Regions from separate parts of the Callithrix jacchus genome. Here region 2 is linked to region 1. A link is a contact called in public Hi-C data. All regions are on one chromosome and are shown on one strand. Each heading gives the region's core, a stretch centred on a gene start, on an enhancer-like site or on the middle of the called end of the contact. The rest is flanking DNA. Distances are from core to core; before and after follow the strand shown.

Region 1 (6,856 bases), core at 3,619-6,118:
GTTACTATTTAGAGAAAACCTGTTTGTATGGGAAATGGGGAAATGGAGTTGATTTTAGGTATAGAAGCAGCAAGAGCTTCTATAGACACTTCCACACCCCTCATCTCCCTCCAAAGAGCTATTCTTCCATGGATTAGAAATTCAGTCTGGGCGCGGTGGCTCACACCTGTAATCCCAGCACTTTGGGAGGCCATGGCGGGTGGATGCCCTGAGGTCAGGAGTTTGAGACCAGCCTGGCCAACATGGTGAAACCCCCTCTCTACTAAAAATACATAAAATTAGTTGGGCATACTGGCAGTCGCCTGTAATCCCAACTACTTAGGAGGCTGAGGCAAGACAATTGCCTGAACCCAGGAGTCACAGAAGTTGCAGTGAGCTGAGATCACACCATTGCACTCAAGTCTTGGTGACAGAGCGGGACTCCATCTCAAAAAAAAAAATTCATTTCAGTACCCAGTTCCATTTCAAAACAGCACTACCCTTAGGAGGGTTAAGAATAGGAATATGGCTCCCTCCTTAGTGAAGAGGTACTTCTAGAGTCAGGATGGGAAGAAAGCTTGACTAACCATGTGGTCTTGGGCACCTGACCAGACCTCTCTGCCTGGTTTCCCATGGCTTTACCTACCTCAGGGGCTTGGTGGGCATCTAAAGCATTATAGCACAGAGCAGGGACCCTATTAGTATCAGCTAGTACTATCATTAATGAGACAGTCTCAGTTCCAGCAAGAGGTGTTCTTTTTGGCTGGAGACAATGGAAGTACTTCGTCTTGTTGGTACCTGCGCTGAGGGAGCTGGGTTAACTGGGAGCTCCTGAGGAAGCAGGCATCGCTCCCTCCTGCTCACTCCAGAGCAGGTCGGCCTTCCCTTTGGCTCTCTGGTCTCCAACTCCAGGGCTCAGATTTGGGGCGGGAAGATGATGGCAAGGGGAATCCCAACTACTTTTGTTGTCACTTCAAAGCTCTCAAGGCCTGGAGGGTATTCCTGAATGCCAGAAATGCAGGATGAGAATGGAAGTCACCCCCATTTCTTGTTTTAAAGTCGTATATAGTGGCCTTGATTTTCCATAAGGGGCCATATCCAGGGCCGGCGAGGGACAAAAGATGAACTGGATACTCCCTCGTTAACATTCCAGTGTTGGAGAGAAACTCAGTAGTGATGGTGAGCCAGGGTTGGGAAGGAAACACAGAAGTGATGTGCCAGCCTCAGGTGAGGTGGGAAAACCGGTTTGGGGCCCAGAGCTGCCAGCCCTCTTCAAGCCCAGGCCCTCCCCTGTGAGGGAGGGGTAGAGAGGGAGGGGCTGGCTCTGAAAGGAAAAAATGCGTATGACCAGCAAAGGGACTTGTCCTCACCCTTGTACTGGGGGGCGCCTGGAAAACACTGCACAGGGAGTTACCAACTCATCCTCTGCCTCTTGGGGGTGCAATCTGTTCCTAGCAACTTCACCTTCCTCCTGCCACTGTGCCCAGGGTGGCCACCAGGCTTGGAGATGCTGATCACTTAAAGGCCTAAAAGGGCTTCCCAAATAAGGCACCAAAGGGTGCCCCATATGCCCCTCCAACCGTCAGTCTAGACTCCAGAAGCTGCCCCAACACTCCTTTCCTTCTGTCCTGGCCCCAATCCTGCAAAGGCCTTCAAACTGGCCTTGGTAGGCCTAGTCCCCATGTGCATATTGATTTGCCTCCAGACTGCTGGCTGCCTCCCTCCTGCCAAAGCCAAGTGACCGCAAGCTTCTAACACCAAAGCAATCCAAGGTTAAGCAGCCTTGAACTCACCTAAGTAAGGCACACGGAAGTTACTTTCCTGCCCAAGCCTAGATCACATTTTAATATGAATGTGGAAAGCTACTCCTGCCCCTTCCTGGTCAGGGCCACCCTCTCAACACTTGCTTCTATGTCCCACCAGAGCAAGGACCAAAGGGAGCCAGGACGAATATGTCCCCCAAGACAGACGCAAGCCCAGACCATGAAGGATGCACCTTTGGCTGTTAAAATGTTCACCCCCACAAAAGGGGAGTGGACAGATTTATTGAAATCAAACTGGGAAAGGAGCAGCTGGATGGCTGGACTCTGGGCCCAGCCCCAGGCCCCTCTGCCCAGGATGGGGCCCTGCCAGAGAGGGAGGAGAGGAATGGGGCCTGCAGCTGCCCATGAGGGAAGCGCCCATTGTCACTCCCATGGGGGGGGGGGGGCTCTTGGAAACATCCAATCTGGAGAGAAAACCAAGGGCCAAAAGTCACATGGACAGGGCCAGAAAAAGGGGCTGGGGAGGTGGAAAGCAGGCAGAGGCAGGCTTAGGGGCCTGCAGTGAGTTAAACTGTGCTTCTCGAGGTGGCCCAGGGGTGGGGGTGGGGGCTGCCAGCCTTGCAGGGGGCCTAGGCTGGACCTTCCTCTGGAGCCCTTCCCAGAATGGCTTTGGGGTCCCCCCCCCATCTAAGACCTGTCGTGGATGGCAGAGGGGAGAGGCACTCTCCGGCAGGGAACCTCCAGGGCCCCTTCCTGGCTGCTGCTGTGGTTAGTCCACTGAGGGCACGGTGTGGTAGCACCGGACAGCTCCCCACCCACCCCACCTGGTCCCGAGCCCAGGGCCAAATGGAGAGGAAAGAGGATTCTGAGAAAGAGGCAATAAGCAGGCAGTGAGGCTGACCTTAGCCCCGGGACCGGCCAAGACCAGGCCTGTCGCAGGGCCAGGGGAAGCATTACTAAAGGATCTGGGGCTCCGCACTCTAGCTCCATGCACAGTGGGTGCCCAGAGAGTCCTCTGCCCTGGGGTGCTGCTACAAATCTAGGTTGGGGGCACGGCTAGGTCCAGTGACTCAGCTTTGATGTCCAAGACCCCGAACTCCTGCCTGCCTGGCATGGTTCTTCCTGGTCACATGGACCAGATCATGTTCCAAGTGGAGGATGTGGCTCTGCACTCGCTCATCAATGGGGAAGGAGGTCAGGTACCTCTTGACCATGGCGAAGTAAGCCATGGCCTCCCCAAAACTGGGTACAGGCACCTCATCACCATCCTCATCATCATCATCATCATCGTCTTCGTCTTCATCATCCTCTTCCTCATCATCCTCTTCTTCCTCACTGTCCGACTCAGAGTCCTCCCCACCTTCCAGGAAATGCAAAGTAGGGCACTGGGCCTCCTCCTGGGCACCATAACCCCCGAAGCTGCCACCAGCCTCCACTACTCCCTGGGCCCAGTCCTCAGCTTCCAAGCCCTCGGAGGAGCTCTCTTCCTCTTCCTCCTCTTCTTCATCACTGTCCTCAACATCACCCTCCTCCTCCACCTCCTCTTCCTCCCCCAATTCTTCTCCTTCCCCCGCTTCCTCCTCCTCCTCCTCTCCTTCCTCCTCCTCTTCCTCTCCTTCACCCTCCTCTTCCTCTTCTTCTTCCTCCTCCTCTTCCTCTTCCTCCCCCTCACTCTTGAGGGAAGTGGTGATGGTGGCATTAGGGCCACCCCCAAAGCCAGCCTCTCGAAAGCAGGCGGCTATGTCCGAAGGCTCCACTGCCTGCCAAGCGGCAGCTACAAAGTGCAAGGCCTCCGTGAGACCCAGCTGCAGGCCTGAGCGATCCTGGCCCTCTAGGGCGGCCATGGCCTTGAGCAGCATGGCCTGGCGGTAGTGGCCCTTCACCTGCTGGACCACTCCCCTCTCCAGCGGATGCACGGTGCCCGGAGGGAAGAAGGCCAGCTGCACATGCCGCAGGCCCGAGGTGTCCAAGGACTGGGCAGCCAAGCGGCCGGCGAGCAGTAGGACCCGGCGAGACTCTGCAGCCATTCGGGTGTCCAGGGCCTTCAAGTACTTGGCCAGGGCCTGGGTGGTGACACCACCCTTGGAGTTGGCGGTGTAGTCGCAGGGCAGGCCTGCTTGGCCTGCGCGGGGCTTGGCCGACTTGCCCGCCACCAGCGGGGGCAGCTTTTCGCTGCCGTCGGCGTTGGCGCACAGCAGCACGCTCAGGCGCTGGGTGGCTTGACGCGGCCGTCCGTCTCCTCCGAACAGCCCCGAGGCCTGGTCGGGCAGGAAGTCGTACCACAGACTGGTCTCTGTGGCGCTGAACACGTCCTGCGAGGCATAGCCCTCGGCCACCGAAGGCGGCTGCTCCTCCCGAGCGCGCCAGCCAGTCGTGCTCCCGCCGCTGCCCTCCGAGGGCACCGCGGCCGGGCTGGCAGGCGCCGCCGGGGTGCGGGGGGCAGCGTTTCGCGAGCGGGCGCGGGCCACGCCGCTGCAGGACACCACGCCGTGGCGCCGGCGGAAGCGGTCCAGCCAGCCGTTGGAGGCGGTGAAGTCGTCCATGCCCAGCTCCTCGGCTATGCGCAGCGCCTTCTCCTTGAGGATGATGCCCTTGACCGGCAGGCCGGCAGCGCGGATCTGCTGGAACCAGGCGATGAGCAATCCCTCGAGCTTGTCGTAGGGGGACAGCTTGTTGGTCTTGCGGCAGGTGGAGGCCACCCCGTACTTGCGCTCCGACGCCAGGATGGCGCGCTTGTTCTTCAGGATCGTGCTCAACGTGGACGGCGGGATGTTGAAGCGCCGCGCGATCTCGCCCTTGCGCAGGTCCGGATTCTCCTCCACCTCCTGGATGATCCGCGACTTCTCCCGGAACGTCAGCTGTCGCCGCTTGGGGCCCATCCTGGCGCGCCCCCCGCCCCGGGGCCCGCCGCCGCCCCGGGGCGGGGGGCCCGGGCCCGTGGCGGGGGGCACCTGGCGGCCTCTCCCGCGCGCCCCGCCCGAAACAAAGCGGCTCGCGGGCGCGGCGGCGGGGCGACGACCCGGCCGGGCCGGGGGCACCTCCGGGGGCGCCGGTGGGCGCGGCGTCGGGCGGCGGGCGGCGGGCGGCGGGCGCAGGCGACGGCGGGCGGCGCGGGCGCTGAAGGCAGGAAGTGCCGCGGCGCTGGGAGCTGGGAGCGAGGCGAGCGGGGCGGAGCGGGCAGAGCGGGATCTCGCGGGAAGCGTGGGGACGCCCGGCGCCGCCTCCCCGCTCTCCGCGCCCACAAGCTTCCCGCCGCCCGGACCTGCCGTTGGGGGGCGCTGCGGTCTGCAGGACCGGCCAGTGCTGCGGCCTCCGGCGACCCGGCAGCGACGCGGGCGGGACGCGGTGCATCGCCACTGGGCCCGGTGGACAGCGACTTGCGGCTCTAAAAGAATAACCACCAGGGTTTTTTTGTTTTTGTTTTTGTTTTTTAATTAAGGTAAAAATAACCCACCTTTTTTTTTTTTTCGGAGACTGAAAAATTCAGGAAGTTAAAAAAACGCTTTTCACATCACCTGGAGAGATGCACAGGTAACATTTTGCTGCATTTCCTTCCAGTCTTTTCTCTAGGCGCATGTAGTTTTCTTTTTTAAAATGTATTATATAAAACTGGCATCAGACTGTGTAGACTGTATATCTGGCATCTCCTGCTGTTTTACCTGGCATCAAGTAGTGAGAATTTGGCCATATCGGTAAGTATCATTGCCAGCATGCTTTTTAATGATTGCGTAGCATTCCAGCTATGAATGAACACTAGCATATGTAACCTATTGTTACACACTTAGGTTATTTTTGTAAATCAACACTACAGTTGTAAATCTATTTGATGGTGCTAATGACATTTTTCAAAAAACTCTTTTATAGCTTTTATTTCAGTGATCAAAAGAATGCAGTAAATGGAATCTACACTGATTAACATTAGGCATGCACCTCTACCTGAAGCTGCTGTCAGATTCTGATTGGCGTAAATCTTTATAACTATTTAGGCACATCATTGAATTTTTTTGTACCCTGATATACTTGTAGGGCAAGTTAACTTCTTCCTTGTGGCAGTCTAATAACAAGAATTATGTTCACTGGTTAGATTCCTTTGTAACTAAAGGCTTCTAGACTCTCACACTGCCTACCCTACCTTGAGGCTATACTTAATATGGATATTTAAGTAAATCACCACAGAGGAAAGGGAGATCATCAAGAAAAGTGTACTCCATAAACACTCTTACAGATCTTTTTCTCCAGCATTGATAATCAAGCACAAGATAAGGACACCAAATTATTCTTCCCCACTACTGCCCTTTCTGATAGACAAGGATCTCCCCTGAAATCAGAAATGATTCCACACAAATGAGAAATTTTTACATATGTGGTCCCACTATCAAAATTTTAGGAAGCACTTAATGGGGCTTGGAGAAAAGCATAGTCCCATATACAGTAATATATGTCTAATAGAGTTTTCTATTAATTTGTCAATTATTTTCACAAGATTAGCATTAAAAATACAAGCAAACATAGGACCTTCGAGCTCTACAGACAAAAAAATTTGTCTGTTCATTCTCAGATGACAGGATGTCCCAAGAGTAACAAAAGTTGGGAGTCAATCTTCAATCAGCTGTTTTTTCAATCATTCCATCAACAGCTCTTCATTTCTTGAACTACTTTCCTTTTCCAAAGAGGTAAGTAATGCTGAGATCGGTCAGAAAGGCTTTCTGAGAAAACTGGCTTGGATTTCTGGGTCTGTTCCAGTCGATGCAAGATGAATTGGCTTGTATCAATGAAGCACTCAATGCAGTTCACAAAACAGGCCTCAGCCCGACTGTCCAACTTTGGCCCAGGCTTGTCCATGCACTTCTCCCAACAAAGTTCAGTCATCTGGTGCACCAACTGCTGGAAGCGCTGCTTTTGAGTCTCTGCCTTGATGAAATGCTGTAACTTCGGGTCCACTGCACCCAAACCCACCACAGAGGAAGAGGAGAAGGAATCCATCCCAGGGCGACCATGCTTGCAGAGACGAACTCTGTACCAACTAACCGACCTTCACCGCTAATGACATTTTTTTAAGTTCTAGTAGTCCCACAACCCATAGATAAACATTCATAAGGTCTTGGTTTGTCACT
Region 2 (6,792 bases), core at 401-2,900, 300 kb after region 1:
TTATATCTATCTGTATATACACACACACAAATATACATGCACACATGCACACAAACCTGATATATGTGTTATACCCGATATATATGTTATATACATACATATACATATATACACACATGTGTACCTCATGGTTTTTTATGTATAATGGTGTGTATATGTGCATGTATATAGATGTATATCAGTCATTGCTGCATAACAATCCACCCAAACCTACTGGCTTAATGCATTAACCAGTTATTATTTCTCATGAGTCTAGGCTTTTGCAATCAGATGCCAGGTTGGCTGGAAGCTGGCTTGTATAGCGTGGCCACGCAGCAGGCTAGTCTAGGCTTATTCACATAGTGATTGCAGGGGTTCAGGAAAGCAACTGAAAACATGCAAGATCTTATCAGGTCTTTACTTGGAACTGACATACTGTCACTTCTGCCAAACTCTTTGTTCAAACGACTCTCAAGTCCAAGCCTCACTTGAAACAGTTTGGGAAAAGGTTCTCACTCTTTTGTTTGTTTGTTTTAGAGACAGGGTCTTGCTCTGTCACCCAGACTGGGGTGCAGTGGCCTAATCATAGCTCATTACAGCCTCAAACTCCTGGGCTCAAGCAATCCTTCCAGCTCAGCCTCCCGAGTAGCTGGGACTGCAGATGTGAGCCACAGCGCCTGGCAAAGTTCTGCTTCTTGGTGAGAGGTATTACTAAGTCACATTGCAAATGGAGGGGTGGAGAATTGCAGCCATTTTTGCAATCGATCTAACACAACACCCATTTGCGAAAGACAGAAACCCAGGTGACATCCTGACTTGTTCCTTCCACTTCTCCAGCATCTGCTGTATCACTAAGCCAATTTGATTTTCACTCCACAAAGGGCCCCATTCAACTTTTTCTGTTACCACCGCCCAAGGAGCCCTAAGTGATCTGTCTGGCTGGTCTACTTACCTTTGCCCTAGCTGTGCTCTGCTATCTTGGCCACACAGCAGCCTGCAGGGCTTCTTCAAAGACCCCATCATTTCTCCCTGCCCATACCCTTTAAAGACTGTATTAGTCCATTCGCAGTTGCAAGCAGCAGAAACAGGCTCTGACTACGGCAAAAAAAAAAAAAAAAAAAAAAAAAAAAAAAAAAATCTAATGGAAAGGGCGTATTGATTAGCTCACAGAATATCTTGAAAACTGGACCCAGAAATACAGGCACCAAAGGTAGCAGCTGGATGGCCAAGACCACTATGAAAACCATGCTGCTAGAACATCTTGGGGACACTGTGGCCATCACCACCATATTGCCAGGCTGTGGGATGCTACTGTTGCCACCACCAGGGTGGCAGGCCAGACTCACTGGCCTTCCCTTCTTGCATCAATCACTACAGGCTTGAAGACCTGAGTTTTCATTTAATTTCTGTGTTGACTCGGTCAGTGGAGGATTCCTAGGAATTCCTAGGATGGGGAAGATGCTGGCTATTACATTGTTCTCAACCTTTATTGTGTTTAGCAGGTTCCCAAAGCCACTGGGGGCTGGGTGGGTATCTTATCTGGCTTGTGGCATTCCTGCTGTCATAAAGGTTCTTTTAGTTAAAAGTCACAGACCCCTTATGGCTTAAGTGGTAAGGTGATGGGGATGGGATCTTTGATTTTTGCAAAGCTGTAAAAAGGAGAAAGTTAGTCTGGGCCCGTGGTGGAAAAGATGTAAGTCACAAGTGAAGAGCGTGGCTGAATGAATCCCCATGTCGTCAGGGAGAAACGAGAGAAGGCAAATATGTAAGGGAGATTTTCCTGGGCGGGGGGAGCTGGCAGAAGATCCCAGCTGCAGGAGGCCAGGCCTCAGGACCCCTTAGAACTTCACAGGCTGTCCCAGCCACTGTGAAAACCCTCGGCTGTGTCTGTTCTTACCCGGGAAAGAGGAGGGGAGAGGCTGGCTGGGGTCAGCCGCTGTAAACTGATAGGGGACTGAAATGGACACTGTTGGTGCCTTGCCCAGACCCCTTAGCAGGACAGAGTGCACCTGCAGCTGCTGCGCCTGTTGGGTCACAAGGGCCTTCTCTCTTCTCTAGGGAATTGTCCTTCACCCAGTGGGAGTCATACCCACTCTGGGAGCCTGCAGCCTGTGGATAACTGACATGTAAGTCCCACTGCCTTGCCACCAAGTGAGTCTTATCTGAGCTGCCTCCATCCAGTGTCCCTGTGGGGTCAGCCAAGGCTAGACACATTTCTGCCCAGCAGAGGGGGTGACAGTACTGTGCTGCAAGGGTGAGGGCAAGGGGAGCAGCTGCCAGGCTCTCCAGGCCTCCTTTCTCTAAGCCCCCACCCACCCACCAAAGCCCAGAGTGAGCCTCACACCTGCCCTGGGTTCCACTTCCTCCCTGCTCTTGGGAGCCAAAGAAAAGATGTCCCAGGCCCATGGACTCTCTTTTGTCCCCTTGTGGGCCCTGCTGAGAACAGCGGTGATTCCCATAGAGTTTTTCCCCAGCCTGGTTGTTTTGCCAAAAGTGGCCCACTGGGACTCAGGAAAGGTGGGAGAAGGGATCAGGGTGATAATTCGTAGCTGCTGAGATTGAAGGTAGTTTTCCAAGCAAAGGGCTTGACGGCTTTTTTTTTTTTTAAGACAGGGTCGTGCCTGGGCTCTTAGGCTGTAGTGCAGTGGTGCAATCATGACTCACTGCAGTCTCAAACTCCTGGGCTCAAGCGATTCTCCCGAATAGCTGGAGCCAGAGGCACATGCCACCATGCCCAGCTAATTTGTAAATTTTTTGTAAAGAAGGAGTCTCCCTGAGTTTGGTAGCTTTAAGATGTGGATGTTTGGTAGTCTTCCTTAGGAAGCCTTGGCATAATGAAGGCTAGTCCAGGAAGCTTGGCTAAAGGGGATGCTTGATGCTGTGCGTGATTCCTGTGGCCTCGAGCCAGCTACCATGTCTTGGTAAGTAGAGACTCAGAGAAGCTCCTGCAACCTGAAGGTAATGGATGAATTTAAAGTGTAATTACACATTCAAGAGAGCTTCACCAGCTCAAATCACACCGATCTTGCTGCCTCTTAAATTTGCACCAGACTTCTCATTTTACCTATGCAATCTTGTATTTGATTATCTATTTTCTTTCTTGTATATACTCCAACCTCTTCCTATGGGTCTTTCTGCTTCCGCACTGTGCATTGCAACCAGAACTCACTCACTCAACACCGTTTGGCTATGACACTAAAAAGCTTTCAAGAGTTTCCCACTGTACATACAGTAAACTCCAAATTATGTTCCGTGGCTCCCAAAGACCTGTGGGCCAGGCATGGTGGCTCACACCTATAATCCCAGCACTTTGGGAGGCCAAGGTGGCTGGATCATTTGAAGTCAGGAGTTCAAGACCAGCCTGACCAACATGGTGAAACCCTGTCTCTACCAAAAACACAAAAATTAGCCGGGTGTGGTGGTGTGGGCCTGTAATCCCAGTTACTTGGGAGGCTGAGGAAGGAAAATCACTTGAGCTCAGGGGGTGGAGATTGCAGTGAGACAAGATCAAGTCACTGCACTCCAGTCTGGGTGACAGAGTGAGACCCTGTCTCAAAAAACAAACAAACAAACAACAAACCCTGCATGATCTGGACCCTCCCTGTTTCTCCAGCCTCACACCATCCGGCTCTCCCTCTTGCCTACCCTGTTCCCACACCTTCTTTCAGTTTCTTGATAAGCTCAGCACTTTTCTATTTCAAGTTACTTGTACTTTTCTACTCCCTCCTCCTGGAACATCCTTTTCTCGTGTGTGTGTGTGTGTGGTGTGTGTGTGTGTGTGTGTTTTGCTAGCTCCTTTTTAGTTCTTTCCATTTCATTCTAATTATTGTTTCATAAAAAGGCCAGCCATTTCCCACTCAGTTTGTTTTTTTCTTCATAGTGATTACCATAACCTGAAATTATCTTGTTTGTGTATTAACTTTCCCCTCTTTCTCCTGTAGAATCTATCCTCCCACATGCAAGGGGTGTTATTCACTGCTGTAATTCTGCATTATTACCTATTACTTAGTAATAGGTCTGAAATATTACCTGTTACTCTTCTAATTGCTATGAATTAGTTAACAATGTTTGCCTGCAAGTAACAAAAACATCTGATTAATAGCGGACTTAACAAATAAGGGTTTATTTTTGCCACCTAAGAAGAAATCCAAATGTAGGCAATTGTTGGTGTTGTTTTAGTGACTCATCAGTGCCCTCAGGCACGCAGGCTCTGTCTATATTTCTGCTCCATTACTCTTTGAATGTTGATGTTTCACTCCACATCTGTTACCTCATGGTCACAAGATGGCTGCTGCAGATGCAGCCCTCACATTCACAGGTAAGACTGGAAGAAGCAAGGAAGGATGGTGCCAACCATGTCTCCTCCTATGGGAGCAAAAGTTTTCCCAGAAATCCCTGAGCAGATTCAGCTTTCTCCTCATATCTTGTTACCCAGAACTGGGTAAGCGGTTTTAGCTTCAAGGGAGATTGGAAAAACAGAGAACATGTATGGCTTAAGTTTGTGTGTCTTCTTGACTGGGCCATGTGGTGCCCAGATATTTGATCAAACATTGTTCTGGGTATTTCTGTGATGGTGTTTTTGGTTGAGATTAACATTTACATTGTTAGACCAAGTAAAGCAGATTGCTCTCCCTGACGTGAGCCCTCACTCAATCGATTGAAAGCCTAAACAGAGCAAACAGGCTGACCTTCTCCTGAGTAAGAGAGAACTCCTCCTGCCTCATTGCTTTCCAGCTGGGTCATCAGCTTTTTTCTTGCCTTTGGACTTGAACAGAAACACCTGCTCTTCCTGGGTCTTGAAACTGCTGGTCTTTGGATAGGAATTACACTATCGGTTCTCCTGGTTCTCAGGGATTCAGACTTGAAATAGAATGAAACCATCAGCTCTCTTGGGTCTCTAGTTTGCCAACTCACTCTGCAGATCTGGGGACTTGCCTATATATGGGAGATATACATGTGTATGTGTTTATGTATGTGTATATCTCCTATTGGTTCTGTTTCTCTGGAGAACTCTAATACTTGATAGTATTCTCACGATGGGTTCAAATTAGTGCTGGCCAATAGGAATATAATGCGAGCCACATGTGTAATTAAAATCTTTCAGTAGCCATATTAAAAACAAAAAGAAAGAGATAAAATTACTTTTAATAGTGTATTTTATTTAACCTAATATATTAAAAATATTATTTTGACATGAAATCAATATATACATTAAGGTACTAAATATTAAAAATATGCTGTGCATTTTATTCTTACAGCACGTCTCAATTCAGACTAGCCACATATCAAATGCTCAATTGCCACATGTGACTAGGGTCTATTATATTGGCCGGTGCATGTTTAGACCAGTCAAGATACATTATACGGGGCTGAGCATGGTGGCTCATGCCTGTAATCCCAGCACACTGAGAAGCCAAGGTGGGCAGATCACTTGAGGTCAGGAGTTAGAGACCAGTCTGGCCAACATGGCGAAACCCCATCTCTATTTAAAATATAAAAATTAGCTGGGCATGGTGATGCATGCGTGTAATCCCAGCTACTTGGGAGGCTGAGGCAGAAGAGTCGCTTGAACTCGGGAGGCAGAGGTTGCAGTGAGCTAAGATTGCACCATTGCACTGCAGCCTGGGAAACAAGAGCAAAACTCCATCTCAAAACACAAACAAACTAAACAACAACAACAAAAAACCCAAAACAAAAAACACAAAACACAGATAATGGAATTAGTAAAGAAAAAATTTTCCTTTAAATGATAATTAACTTCCAAAAGCACAATGAATAACAATTACTGTAGGATTCATAACATATTTAGAACGAAATGCGTAACATCACATAACATTGCATTGCATCTTCTAAAACATTGACGAGGAGGGACTACTTCCAAACTAATTCTGGGAGGACAGTATCATTATAATTATTAACAGGGTCTTGCTCTGTCACCCTGGCTGGAGTGCAATGATAAGATCTTGGCTCCCTGCAACTTCTGCTTTCCGGGCTTAAGTGATCCTCCCACCTCAGCCTCTCAAGTAGCTAGAATTATAGAAGCACGCTACTGCACCTGGCTATTTTTTGGTATGTTTTTGTAGAGATGGGGTTTTTCCATGTTGCCCAGGCTGGTCTCGAACTCCTGAGCTCAAGTGATTTGCCTGCCTTGGCCTCTCAAAGTGCTGGGATTACAGGTGTGAGCCACCGTGCCTGGGCAAGACCAGTATTATTACCCTGTTGTTAAAATCAGAAATTGATATTCCAAGGAAAGAAACCTACAGACCAATGTTTTCCTGAATATGGATGTAAAATTCTTACTATAGTTTTAGCAAAGTGAATCTAACAATATATAGAATATATCTTGACCAAATGGGATTTACTACAGGAATGCAACATTGCTCCAACATTGGAACAATTAATTAATGTAGTTTGAGACATAAATAGACTAAAAAAGATAAAAGGATCATTTCAATAGATGCAGAAAAATCATTTGCCATAATTTCAAATCCATTCCTTGTAATACTCTCAGAAAATCAAGAAGAGAGGGGAAATTCTTCAACTTGATAAAGAGCATACATCTATGAAAAACTTTTAACTAATGTCATCTTTAGTGGTGCATTCTCTCTCAACTCATGAGCAAGGCAAGAATGCGTGCTTATATTATTTCTACTTGAAATTGTATTGGAGGTATGTCCCACGCAAAAAGGCAAGAAAAAAAAAGACATCCAGATTGAATAGAAATAAGTAAGACTGTCTTTATTTGCAGACCATAAAGTCATCAAGTCATTTCATTGTCTACTTAGAAAAATCTTATGAAATCTACAAAAAGCT

The links. Hi-C and Micro-C count contacts between places; a contact is called where the count stands out from the background.
Region 2: a contact with region 1 is called in a Hi-C map of skeletal muscle, with 3 times the contacts expected there. The contact joins the enhancer-like site here to the promoter of CENPB in region 1. A contact is called at or near these places in 3 of 3 Hi-C or Micro-C datasets (induced pluripotent stem cells and skeletal muscle).

What each region holds. Positions count from the first base shown.
Region 1 is chr5:11,306,066-11,312,921 of calJac240_pri, forward strand. CENPB (centromere protein B) reads right to left here and starts at 4,869. Exons shown (of 1, transcript XM_008995698.4): 1 at 1,977-4,869. The coding sequence starts at 4,621. The coding sequence ends at 2,813. It overlaps SPEF1 (sperm flagellar 1), which reads right to left and starts at 3,267. Exons shown (of 7, transcript XM_035298276.3): 1 at 1-3,267. It also overlaps the pseudogene LOC108591632.
Region 2 is chr5:11,607,426-11,614,217 of calJac240_pri, forward strand. No RefSeq gene overlaps it. Among named protein-coding and RNA genes, the nearest start is that of SMOX, 53 kb to the right of the region's middle. Within about 2 kb of position 1,651, at least 1 of the 16 cell types and tissues checked has an H3K27ac peak or open chromatin away from gene starts, as enhancers often do. A contact at or near this core is called in skeletal muscle, where this site is marked.